Regions from separate parts of the Sus scrofa genome. Here all the other regions are linked to region 1. The links are chromatin contacts, called in public Hi-C and HiChIP or PLAC-seq maps. All regions are on one chromosome and are shown on one strand. The core of a region is the stretch at or near the end of the contact, and the rest is flanking DNA. Distances in the headings are between cores, read along the strand shown.

Region 1 (2,883 bases), core at 27-2,526:
ATGAAACCGCCGTCACTGGGGGACCCGGACACAGAAGCACTAGACCGCCGCGGGAAGAGACAGTCCGAGGTGGAGCCATGGCCGCTGGTGCTGCTGGACGACAGGCTGACCGGGCTGGTGGCGGAGGGTGAGCAGCGAGAGGAAGGCATGGGAATAGAGCGGCTGTGGTTAAGAGGCGGGTGCAGCCGGGAGCTGCCTCGATGCCGGTGGGCGTGAGTCCTGTTGGTGCTAGGGCTCACAGGACTGCCGTCCACAGAGGCGGGGCGAGACATGGTGCCTTCCCCATCACTGGACGCACGGACGCGGAAGGAGCCCTGCTTCCCGCCCACCAAGCTGGCCGGGGAGGTGGCAGTGATGCTCTCTGTGCGTGAGCGGCGGGTCAGCCCCACCTGGCTGGGCGGAGGGTTGTTGAGGTGGTGCCTGCGCAGAGGTACACTGATGGGGTTGGAGCAGTTAGAGGAGGACTGGCTCTTGCTTCGAGGGCGGAACTCATCGCTCATGGCCCGCATGGCCTCCAGGATTGTCTCATGCATATTCTGGGCCACCACAGAATCATCCACCTGCATCCAAAACTCCCCGGGTCCCGTCACTGCAGAACGGCCCACTTCGATGAAGAAGAAGTTCTCTGAGTGGCCACAGCGCCTGATGTTCATCAGCTGCAGCACCACAGCCGCCGCCTCCGAGTTCAGCTTCACGAAACTGATGGTCTTGCTGGTCAGGCAGAGGCGGTAGATGCCAATCAGGTTCTTTGTCTGACCCAGGCCTTTGGGTTTCAGGATCACCTGCCAAACCTCCTTGAAGGCGGGTCCTGGGGGCACGTCTCCGTAGCTCAAGTCCTCCCCAGCCTCGCCGAGGCCAGAGCTGCCACTGCAGCTGCCCCCACCGCCTCCCGCCCCGGGGCCTGCGGCCCCGTCGTGGTGGCCCTTGGCACGGTTGTGCAGCTGCAGGAGGGCCTGGTACCAGCTGTCCTGTTCGGCCTCGCTGTCCGCCGCGATGGCAAAGTGCTCGTCCCGGGTGTAGAGGGCCACCAGGTGCTTGTTCTTGGAATCCGCCCGCTTGTTGATGTTGAAGCAGCTCTCCAGGGGGATCGAGCGTTTGGGGGCGCTCGACTTGTGCCGCCACTTCTTCTCGTTCTCGTAGTACTCGAGGCGCGCGGGGCCCCCAGCCTCGCTGGCCGCCCGCAGCACGAAAAAGCGCTTGTGCATGCTCTTGGGTTTGCGCAGGTAGCCCACCTTGCGCACGTCCGAGAAGCCATCCGTCTCGGGAGGGCTCGCCATGCTGCCGCCGCCACCGCCGCCGAGGAGAGGGAGGCGCCGAAAAACAACCGGGTGGGGGGCGGAGGCTCCTCGCCGCGGCCCCGCACATGCAAACAGGGCTGGAGGCGGCAGAAACCCCGACTCCGAAATCCACGCCGCCCTCCGCGCCGGGGAGGGGCAGCCGAGGGAGGACGCAGCAGCTGCGCCAAGGAGATAGCCCCGACCGGAGTTTACTGGCGTTTCATGCCCTGGGGGGAGGCAGCGCGTCCGGCGTGAGTGCAGCCCGGATCCTCGGGGAGCCAAATCTCTTCTCAGCCGCCGCGGCTGGGAAGGAGAGAAGATGCATCGCTCGCCGCCAGGGCTGGAGTCCGGCGCGCAGGCGGCGGCGGCCGGGGGTCCCCGCGTTGCCCCTCCAGGCACGCGCGCCTTCCCTCCTGAGTTCCCCTCTGGAAGTAGCGATTCCCGAGGCAAATTAAATATCCTTGGGCAGGGGGAGGCGAGCTGCCAAGTCCCAACGTTGCACGGGGTTCTCCCTCCTCCTTCTCCTTCGCCTCCTCCTCCGCCTCCTCCCACCCCCCAACCGTCCCCGCCGCCACCAGCCGCCCAAATACCAGCTCAGTCGCAGAGACCGCGGCGCTGCGGCTGTTGCTGCTGCTGCTGCCGCCGCCCGCGGACGCGTCCTCTGCAGCCCCCATTCGGGCCCATCTCCACAGGCGAAGAAAGTGGCTTTTCCACGCAAAACGCTACTGGGGAGCTGGGGACGCGCCGGAGGGACAGGCTCATCCCTGCCCCTCGCTCCAGTCGGCAGGGGAGGAGGGGAGGGGACGAGGGCGGGAGGCAAGGGGGGAGGTTGGGGAAGGAGTCGGGGAAGACGCCTCTTCCCCGGGAGGCGCTGCTGCAGCAGTTACTTCTCCCCGCCTCCCTCCTCCTCGGAGAGTTGCCGAGAGCCCCAACCAAAACAAGCAGCGGCGTCTGGCTCTGCGCGTCGGCCCCCTCCGACCGCGCCGCCGTCTCACTCAGGAGAGAAACACGTGATGGAGCCTCCGCGCTCCGCAGCCCGGCTGCCGCCGCCGCCGCCGGGAGGCTCCCGCCTGGGTCTCTACATTCCCGGTTGAGCCCGCCCCGCGCCCGCCCCTCTCCGCCCCCCGGTCGTGCCGCAGAGGCGCCCGCGCCGGCTTCAGCGCTGCGCTCGGGCAGCGCCCCTGCGCGGCCGCCCGCCCTGGCGCAGAGCCTTCCTCCCCGAGCGCCACCCAGGGTGCCCCCGGCCCGCAGGAATCCCCGCCGCGGGCGCGGGCGGGGGTGTTTGGGTGGCTACCCGAAAGCACGAGGGGAATCTGGGAAAACGGGGGGTGTGCGTGTGCCGAACTCGGGAAGACGCAGGAGTGAGGGTGGGGGGCGACGGGCGGGGAGTTGGGGGGCGGGCACTGCGGCTACAGAGCCTAGCCTGGGAGGGTCCGGGAGGAGGGGGCGCGGGAGCTGGGCTAAATCTTTCCTAACAGGTAAGATCGACTCTTCCGGAGGGAGGTTTTTTCTCCCTGGAAATATAAAAGCTGGATTTCAGTTTCAGGGTGATAGGCCATAGTGAAATCTTTGTTTTTGCGAGGTTTTCTAAAGGACTTAGGAGCCA
Region 2 (2,780 bases), core at 155-2,654, 150 kb after region 1:
CTTTTGTGAGAGCTTCGAATCACGATGTCCTCCTTGGCTGCTCAGCATCTCAGGGACAGTTTCCTGGGTCAGGGATGGTTTTTATAATTACGTGTTGATAGCGGTGTCTCTCGACATGTAGGTAGGCCCCATTCAGGCTGACAGTATTGGAAAAGTAGCACTAATTTGGATTTTTATACGGTCTTTACAGCACAGATGTGCGTACCACCTCTTAGCCTATTTCTAGATACTGAAGTTCTCTAATGGCTTGGAATCCAGAGCCCAGACAGACCTCGAGCATTTGGAAGAGGAAACAAATAGACCGAATGGTATTCTGAAGCCTCCTGTCACCCATTCCCCCCGTTTATGTTACGCTTGTTATTGGCAGCAGCTCCCCATGTAAGTTTCTTTGTCCCTTCCCAAAGTTCTCCTCCTGGCCCTCTGTCTTTTCCCCCTTATTCTTTGATTTTCTAGCATGATATTTACTGGGGTTTTTGTTTGTTTAATGTTAAAAGGAATTTTAGGAGGTGGAGGTTTCTGAGGGAAACACTGGCTAATTCCAAATGCTCTATGATTATAAAAATTCACAGAAACATTACCTTTGGGCCTTTGCTTCAAGAGCCGGAAGTCGGGCTGTTTCTGATGTGAAACTCAAGTGGGAGCGAGTGGAGAAAACACAGGACAGATCCAGATGTCACCTGCGGTGCTTCTCTCTGCCTCTGTCTGCACAGGGCATCTGAGAATCTGGCCAAAGAGCAAGGGTGTCAGGGATGTTTCTGAGAGCAGGACCTGCCCAGCGTGAGAGAGGGGGTACTGTTCTCGCCCGCGGAAGGAGGGAGCTGCCGGCCCAGGCGGAACCTGCTGAACCACCAAGTACCAAGCTGCCGGCTCCAAAGATGCCTTTGTGGCTTCTCCCATCCCAGGCCGCCCAGGACAGCAGCAGCGAGGTGTCTGCGGTCATAGGCTCAGGAATTAAAAACAGTCTCTGGGGAGGAACCACTGGTGCTGGCGACCTTTGCAGATTATGGCCTCACAGAGTACTCACTAATACGCCTCCACACTTTGAACCACTAACTGGGGCCCAGTCCAGACCAGCGTTCGATGCCCTCCTGGATCCTGCTTCCCACCCCCGCCCACCCGCCACGTCTTCTGGGGTAGGACCAGGAGAGGGGCAGAAAGAAAGAGGATTGGGTGTCGGGGGTGGGGGGGGTGTCAGGTGAAAATGTAAGGCAGGGAACAGACTACTTTGATTCGGTTTAAAGCAAGTCATTTTTAGTATTACTGCATCCAGGATGAGTTGTCGTCTTATCACAGATTGTATCTGTTTATCTCTTCTCGTTTGGAGTTCGAGCGATACAGATCATTCCAGTAAGAAGCGCTCAGCTACGCCAGGCAGCGTGCACCATAGCCAGAGAAAATTCTGAGCTCAGAGCTGGTGAAAAGCTCTCTATCCGCATCCGTATCTACCACCGCATCTGTATCTCCCCCAGGGCCTCTCTGCTCTGGAAGAAATCTGATATGACACAGAAACTGCTAGATGCTGGCAAATAATCCCCGGGTTTCAGACCATCTAGACAATAAACAACTCCATAATATTCAGTGCAGCAGCTTCTGTAGAGCCCATCTGTTTCAAAATAACCCTAATTCTGCTTACAATGCGGAATGCTTTGTTGACTGGAATTTGTCCTAGTTTTTCTTCAGCCGATTCAGAGCCATGGGCCTCTGGCTCCACCTGCTGGCAAGTGGAAGGACTGGAGTGAAACCCAGAGTGGATGCTTTCAGTTGAAAGACAAATCTGAGCTGTAGTTCAGGGATTCTAAAGGCTGGGATAGCTCAGAATCACCGGGGAGTTCATTAAAATACAGTGGCCTAGGCTCCAGGCCAAGCCTGCTGAGTCGGAAACTCTCAGACAGCTCTCCTGGTGATTGATACACCAACATCAGAGAACCACCTGGAATTCAGAGTCACCTGGAATTCAGGGACCTGAACCAGCAAGGTCAAGGATGACCCCACCATATCCCGCTCACCTGCAAACCGGGAAAGTGACCAAGCCTCCTTGAGGTGCCCACTCCTGTCTCTTCCAGTTAGTTTATCCTGGTACCTCTTGGTGATAGAGTCAAAGCTTTATTCCCTGGGAACACATCAAAATAGTCTTTGTAAAGTGGAAGAACCTGGCAAACACTCCTTAACCCAGTGCTCAAGGTTATTTCTCGGGTGATAAGTCCTGTGATCGCGTGACATGACAGGAAGGGCACGTCCCGCTCTGGTCTTCTCCCCAAAACCTTAACTCCAGTCTAACGAGGAGGAGAAACATCAGACAAACCAAATTGGGGAACACGTTGCAGGCTGGTACGTCTCAAAATTGTCAAGGTTATGGGAAATAAGAAAAGACTGTGAAAGTACCACAGGCCAGAAGGGACTAAGGAAGGCTGACAGCTAAATGGACTGTTGGATCCTAGAACAGAAAAGGAAGTGAGTGGAAACACCAGTGAGCTTCAAGCAAAGTCTGGAATTTAGTGAATAGTAATATACCTGTCTGTACCTGGTTGGTTTTGACAACTGGATCATGATAGTGTAAGGTATCCGGCTGTATTCTCTTTGTAACTTTTCTGTAAATCTCAAATTATTACACAGTAGAAAGTTTATTTTAAAAACGTGAGGGGGAGTGGGCAGGGTGGCCTGAATTAAACCACATGAGGTAGCAGAAGTTGCCAAGGACAACCGCGTGGCCAGTTCTCAGCCCAGCTGTTGGAAGTCACAGCCAGGCTGGCCGGAAGGGCCGGCATACCCTGGGCAGAGGA
Region 3 (2,929 bases), core at 306-2,805, 250 kb before region 1:
TTTAGGCTTTGATGCACAATTTTAAATTATGAAGAGTAGTATTTCCCATGCAATTCTGAGGTTTACAAATATACATGTATACTTTCTTTTGAGTTAGAAAGCGTTGCGTGTCCATTTCAATATTAACAAACCAAATGACCATTTCCCTCTACTTATGCCAAGACTAAGCATATTCTGACCTTATATACACATGAGTGCTTGGCTAATCCTACTTATTGACATTGACATTGATGATTTGATCACCAAAGTTCATTGTCATGTGAATCTATCTTGGTTGCCTGAAAGCATCTCATCTGTTATTTCTCAAACACTGCTGTACATCAGAATCACTAAGAGTGCTCATTGAGGTTAATATTCCCTGGTCATACTCAGTAGACCTTCCTGAGGACCAGTGACGTGCATCCTTAATGAGCATCTCAGGTGATTCAGATACAGATGGTGTTGGGATCTGCTTTTGGAAACAGACGCATGAGACTCCATCTAAAAATGCTCGCAAGCAGGTGGCCAGCTACTAGCTACAAGAAAGCTCTTAGTGAAAGTAATGAGATTGATCATCTGTTAAATTTAATGCTCTATTTTAAATGAAAATTACAGAAGCAAACCTAATTGATTTCTATGTGTTAATTAACAGAGGGAAAATAACCAAACTGTCTCTAGTACCACAGTCTACAGACTGGTTTGTACTTAAGGAGAAAATGGCCATTTTAGTAGTATGGTTACATTCTTTGGGGGAGGGAAATTTCCAAGAGTCTGAAGCTTGAAAAAATTACTACCTGTAAAAGTGGATTAGAAATCTCGAAAAGTTGTTCAAATCTGCAAAGTTCTCATATGTCATTCTTCTCATCAGACTAGAAATACCTACTTCGCCAGGAAAAAGAGCAAGTGCATGTAAATTTCTCTGTAGGTACCTGAAAAGTTCATATGGCTAGAAATGACTAAAGCCAAATAACAAAGCTTTTTTTTGTTGTTGTTACCCCCTTACTCAACCCTATTCCCTGCTTATCACAAACTCAGGCACATATAAGTAACTTCATTCTTACCCTCTGATGGTCTTTTAATAATTATTTGATCTGGTGAGATAATTTTGACATTCTTACTCTCTACTCTTATTTAAACTGATAGATAACAAAATCATGTCCTGGATTAAGGATAAATAATTAGTAATGTATTAGGTCATAATGGAAATAGTTAAAGCATACTGTAACATCTTAATGGCAGCATATCACTATTAAGGGTGTAACAAGGTCAAGTAAATTGTCCCAGAGCTTTCCAAAAGTCTGGCTATGCTTGCCTCTTTTTTTTTAATACAAAAAAATGCTGTTTGATCTTTGAAAATGTGTAATCGATGAGAAGCCAAGAAATTTTTAAAAGCCTCATGATACAGAGACTAACTTGCACCAACTTTGGACAAAAATACAACAAACTGATTGCGCCGGACATTGAACATTGATCTGCTAAACAGAGAAACTTCATTTCAATAAAAACCAGAAAGTTTAAAATAGGCCTCTGACTAATAGAAAAGTCAGGAGTATTTTTAGCAAATGGACAGCAGACACGTGTTCAGTGGTTAGAAACACTGCTATCTTTAAGCACGTGTCAACCAGGAATATTGCAAGGTCAATGTCAAACCTTCCTGCAGGAAGAAACTTCTCCCACTGCCAGCCCATCTCTCTAAAATTCTGAATGTGAACTTCACAAAGAAGGAGGAAAATATATACACAGAGATGAGAATACAATACATTTAAAGTTTTCCAAATGCATAGCTAATAAGGAAAGTATTTGGGAGGAGAAAAATAGAGGGTCTTGAAGTATTTGCAAGAAAGATTTACCTTTTTAGTGATCTCTAATTTTTTGCCAATAACATCTCTCCCATCACTGGGATGAGACCTGAATCCCACAGCAGGACCACAATTCTTATCAGGTTGGTCTCTACAGAAACATCTTGTCACCTCTGGTTTTCATACAGTTGGGCAGCAAATAGTGAACACCTAACATTTTAAAGAACTGTGCCAGGCATGTTCAGATTTCCGAAGTTTTTAAGAATAATCCTCAGCCTTAGAAAACTTAGATGTTCTAATAGAAGCAAAGGCAAAATGTGCCAAGTTCCACCATAGTGAAAAAAAAATTCTAACTGGTTATCAGAAGATATGCCTCACATTTGTTTAGAAGATAAGAGAAGTTTTCTTTGGGGAGGTGGCACTGAAGTCAGGTGCACAGAACAGAAGAGAGTCACATCCACAAAGATGAGGAGGAAGACAAGCTGGAAGGAGCCACCTGCTCGAGAAAAGCAGCGTAAGAGGAAAGTGTGCTAAGGTGGTGAGCAGATTTTCTAGGGTAAGGAATGCAAAAATAGAAAGAAAAACTAGTATGGTAGAGAGATTTTAAACAGATTGAGCATCCATCTTCAAAAACAGGCTAAGGTGTTTGGGCTTTAGGAAAGATGCAGAAACGGGAAAGGATAAACAATCCCTGAGCGCTTGTGATGTGCCAGGTACAGAACTGAAGCTGTGCAAAAATTACAATGCTTAGAGTTCCCATATGGCTCAGCAGGTTAAGTATCCCACAATGTCACTGTGTGGCTCAGGCTCTATCCCTGGCCCAGAAACTTCTGCATGTCCCCTGTGTCGCCAACAAAAGTAATTACACCCCTGAACATCCACACAGAATGAGAATCATACTTGAAAATGCTAGCATAGCACTAGGGAAAGTGTGTTGGGAAAGTTTGAGAGCAATGGAATCCATTGCAAGGACACTAAACAAAAGTTTGTTTCAGAAATCAAGGGAGGTTTTATTTAATCGAAGTGGAGTCATTGTGCAGAGGAAAGTGTGGGAATATTTTTTCATGCCATTTTGATACAGTAGATATTTTCACATCAACACATTCACCTTGAGAGCATCTGAATACAAGTATTATCAGAATATATAACTG
Region 4 (2,813 bases), core at 297-2,796, 150 kb before region 1:
CCACTAGCTGTTCATGTTTTGATAAAATAAAATTTAAAAAAGAGATTCTGTAGTACTTTACTTAATACTGTAGAGTGTTTTGAAATGGTCATGAGTTTTTGTTTTTTTGTCTCTTCCAGGGCCACTTCCCACGGCATATGGAGGTTCCCAGGCTAGGGGTCTAATCAGAGCTGTAGCCACCAGCCTACACCAGAGCCGCAGCAACGCGGGACTGGAGCTGTATCTGTGACCTACACCACAGCTCACGGCAACGCTGGATCCTTAACCCACTGAGCAAGGCCAGGGATCAAACTCGCAACCTCATGGTTCCTAGTTGGATTCGTTAACCACTGCACAAGGATAGAAACTCCGGTCGTGAGTTTTGAGTCTAACAAAACTATATTTAGGCCCGATCTGTTCCATTTCCTAGCTATGCCACCTGAACATTTGACTCCTCTGGGCCTCAATTTCCTCATCTGAAAATGGGGATAATAACAGTGCCTGCTTCACAGGGTTGTTGGGAGGACTAAATGAGATGATTAATACAGATCATTTTATTTAGTGTCTTGCCCAGTTCTCATCATCATCTAATCAAATTGTCATTGGATTAATTTTTTTCACTGGAAGTCTAATGAGCTGGGCTTGGCTGAGCCGAAAGCATAATGTAAACCCCTTGGAAAGGCTGAGCATCACTCTTCTGCCAAAATAAAACTAGACGTCTAAAGGGGGTGGATGTTTCTGATGAAGGATAGGAGTGATTCGTCAATCAAAAAGCAGTATTTTTTTTCAATCATAATAGAAAATATTTTAAAAATGTGTGCACTGGGGGGAGGCAGCAAAGCCCCTGGATTTTTCCAACAAATTTGTTAATCATTTCAATTGAGACATAGTTCCTAGAAATTTACATATTTAGTCCTCCAGAACCTTCACCTGAACATGGAAATATTCACTGTGTTACACTAAAATATCTGCCAGATTTGTACACTAGCTGGGTTCGGTTTATCATTAGAGGACAATCTAGGATACACGTTCTCTTTCCTCTACATGAAAGAGTCTTAAAAAAACACAACGTTGTTCCACCAAATACATTCAAAAATCCACTCTTGTAGGGCAGGTGGCAGCCACTCGTTCACCTGGACCAGTCAATACTCTTGTTGGAAGTTCCCCTGTGGCACAGCAAAGTAAGGATCCAGTGTTGCTGTAGCTGTGGTGCAGGTCGCACCTGTGGCACGGGTTCAAGCCCTGACCCAGGAATTTCCACATGCCAAGGATATGGCCAAAAAAGAAAGAAAACTTACGTTAAACTGAGCTATTCTGAAAAATCTCAGAAGTACCTCAAGTTGGAGTGGATCTCATTTCTGAGTCACAATCTACATCCCTGAGACTCAGCTCTGATCTCAAGAGTTTCATGAAAGAAAACATTTCTACAAAGCCAACAAACCCCAAACTTGAGCAAGATTTCAGCCTTGTGGCCAGAAAATTCAGAGCGATTCAGGTTAATAGAGCCAACATTTTTACTAATGGTCTTCTTGGTGGGCACAGTTCATTTTTGGCTCTGTCAAGTCTTTTAGAAACTGAACCACAGGAATAGCACAGATGCTGAGTAAATCAGATACTTCCTGTGGTTTGCACTTCAAAGGCAGCCACAAATTCTTAAGGTATGATTCATAGTCATCAAAATCTATGAATCTTCTCTGAAATTATTCTTTCACTTCCACTAAATACCTTATAATTCTTCAGATAAGTGACCCCACTGAGATCAAGGAAATTATGAATAGGAAATTTCAATAGGAAAAGAATGTAGTTGTCACCTGCTTAGGCCACTTGGCCTGTTAAAACCTGCATTCGCCGCTTGAACAAGAATAAGAAAGAAGCCAGGGCCCACGCCTTCTTAAACACTTAAGGGGTCCATGGAACACCTATTTACACAGTCATTCAAAGCCTAGTGTCTCATGTCATGTAAGTTTCTATGCTAAAATTGGAAGGTTCTACCAAACTACTAAACTCTATTCTAATACATATGTCAGTTTTGAGCATTTAGGGACTATACTCTATGAGAAATATTCTAGGTCGAAGAAACCTATTAATTTCACCAACAGAAATAGCCTATTTAATCCTTTGCTCCAAAACAGGAAGGGACAAAATGCTCAGCAAGTCAATATCAGTAATTCTACTCCTGGTATAAAGTGATACCTGTATCTGCTAGTTTTTTCTGCATAACAAACCAGCCCAGAATTCAACAGCTTAAAACAGCAGTCATTTATTTAACTAATAATTCTGCAGCTTGGTCATTGGAGCTGTGATCAGTGATCCACTGAGTGGCTCCTCTGGTCTCAGTTGGGTTCATTGATGTGTTTAGGGCTGGCTAGGAGGCCCGCCGAGGTAGACTAGTCTAAAATGGTCTCAGTCGAAATGGCATCTCGATTCCACATAATCTCTTGTCCTTCAACAGGCTAGCCTGGCCTCGTTCATGAATTTTCTGGCCAGGGTTCCAAGAGAGAGTGTGGAAGTACACAAGCCCTCTTGGAACCAAAGGTCAGAACTAACACACTCTTACTTCCCCTGCATTTCGTTGCCAAAGCACGTTACCAGGCCAGCCTAGATGCAAGAAGTGGGCAAAGAAACACCACTTATTGATGAGAAAAGCTTCAGAGTCAGATTGCAAACATTTAAAATTAGGACCATTTTTTCCATCTACCAAAATCATACCTTCACTCTTTCATGACTGTGTCACTAAACCCAGCAGGAGAGGGGTAAGTGTCGGCATGGACTCAGTACACCTTCCTGTGTAGCATCAGTCAGAGCTCAACAAGAATGCCTGATGCTCATTTGTG

What was found. A called contact is a pair of places that touch in the nucleus more often than the background predicts. HiChIP or PLAC-seq counts read pairs in DNA pulled down with a chosen protein or histone mark.
Region 2: a Hi-C map of fetal skeletal muscle shows a contact between it and region 1, with 2.9 times the contacts expected there. The contact joins the enhancer-like site here to the promoter of IRS1 in region 1. A contact is called at or near these places in 2 of 5 promoter capture datasets (fetal liver and liver), 20 of 47 Hi-C or Micro-C datasets (adipocytes, alveolar macrophages, embryonic fibroblasts and 11 more) and 1 of 2 datasets of contacts at active chromatin or transcription factors (skeletal muscle).
Region 3: a contact with region 1 is called in an H3K27ac HiChIP or PLAC-seq map of skeletal muscle. The contact joins the enhancer-like site here to the promoter of IRS1 in region 1. A contact is called at or near these places in 1 of 5 promoter capture datasets (liver), 4 of 47 Hi-C or Micro-C datasets (embryonic fibroblasts, epiblast stem cells, fetal heart ventricle and 1 more) and 1 of 2 datasets of contacts at active chromatin or transcription factors (skeletal muscle).
Region 4: a contact with region 1 is called in a Hi-C map of embryonic fibroblasts, with 4 times the contacts expected there. The contact joins the enhancer-like site here to the promoter of IRS1 in region 1. A contact is called at or near these places in 1 of 5 promoter capture datasets (liver), 5 of 47 Hi-C or Micro-C datasets (alveolar macrophages, embryonic fibroblasts and liver) and 2 of 2 datasets of contacts at active chromatin or transcription factors (alveolar macrophages and skeletal muscle).

Annotation. Positions count from the first base shown.
Region 1 is chr15:128,306,008-128,308,890 of Sscrofa11.1, forward strand. IRS1 (insulin receptor substrate 1) reads right to left here and starts at 1,277. Exons shown (of 2, transcript NM_001244489.1): 1 at 1-1,277. The coding sequence starts at 1,277.
Region 2 is chr15:128,454,252-128,457,031 of Sscrofa11.1, forward strand. All of the region lies in intron 6 of RHBDD1 (rhomboid-related protein 4), which reads left to right. Among named protein-coding and RNA genes, the nearest start is that of RHBDD1, 110 kb to the left of the region's middle. Within about 2 kb of position 1,405, at least 17 of the 83 cell types and tissues checked have an H3K27ac peak or open chromatin away from gene starts, as enhancers often do. A contact at or near this core is called in fetal skeletal muscle and omental adipose tissue, where this site is marked.
Region 3 is chr15:128,054,531-128,057,459 of Sscrofa11.1, forward strand. No RefSeq gene overlaps it. Among named protein-coding and RNA genes, the nearest start is that of IRS1, 250 kb to the right of the region's middle. Within about 2 kb of position 1,556, at least 2 of the 83 cell types and tissues checked have an H3K27ac peak or open chromatin away from gene starts, as enhancers often do. A contact at or near this core is called in skeletal muscle, where this site is marked.
Region 4 is chr15:128,156,990-128,159,802 of Sscrofa11.1, forward strand. The region is part of intron 3 of LOC102164493 (a long non-coding RNA gene); the gene reads right to left. Among named protein-coding and RNA genes, the nearest start is that of IRS1, 150 kb to the right of the region's middle. Within about 2 kb of position 1,547, at least 5 of the 83 cell types and tissues checked have an H3K27ac peak or open chromatin away from gene starts, as enhancers often do. A contact at or near this core is called in embryonic fibroblasts, where this site is marked.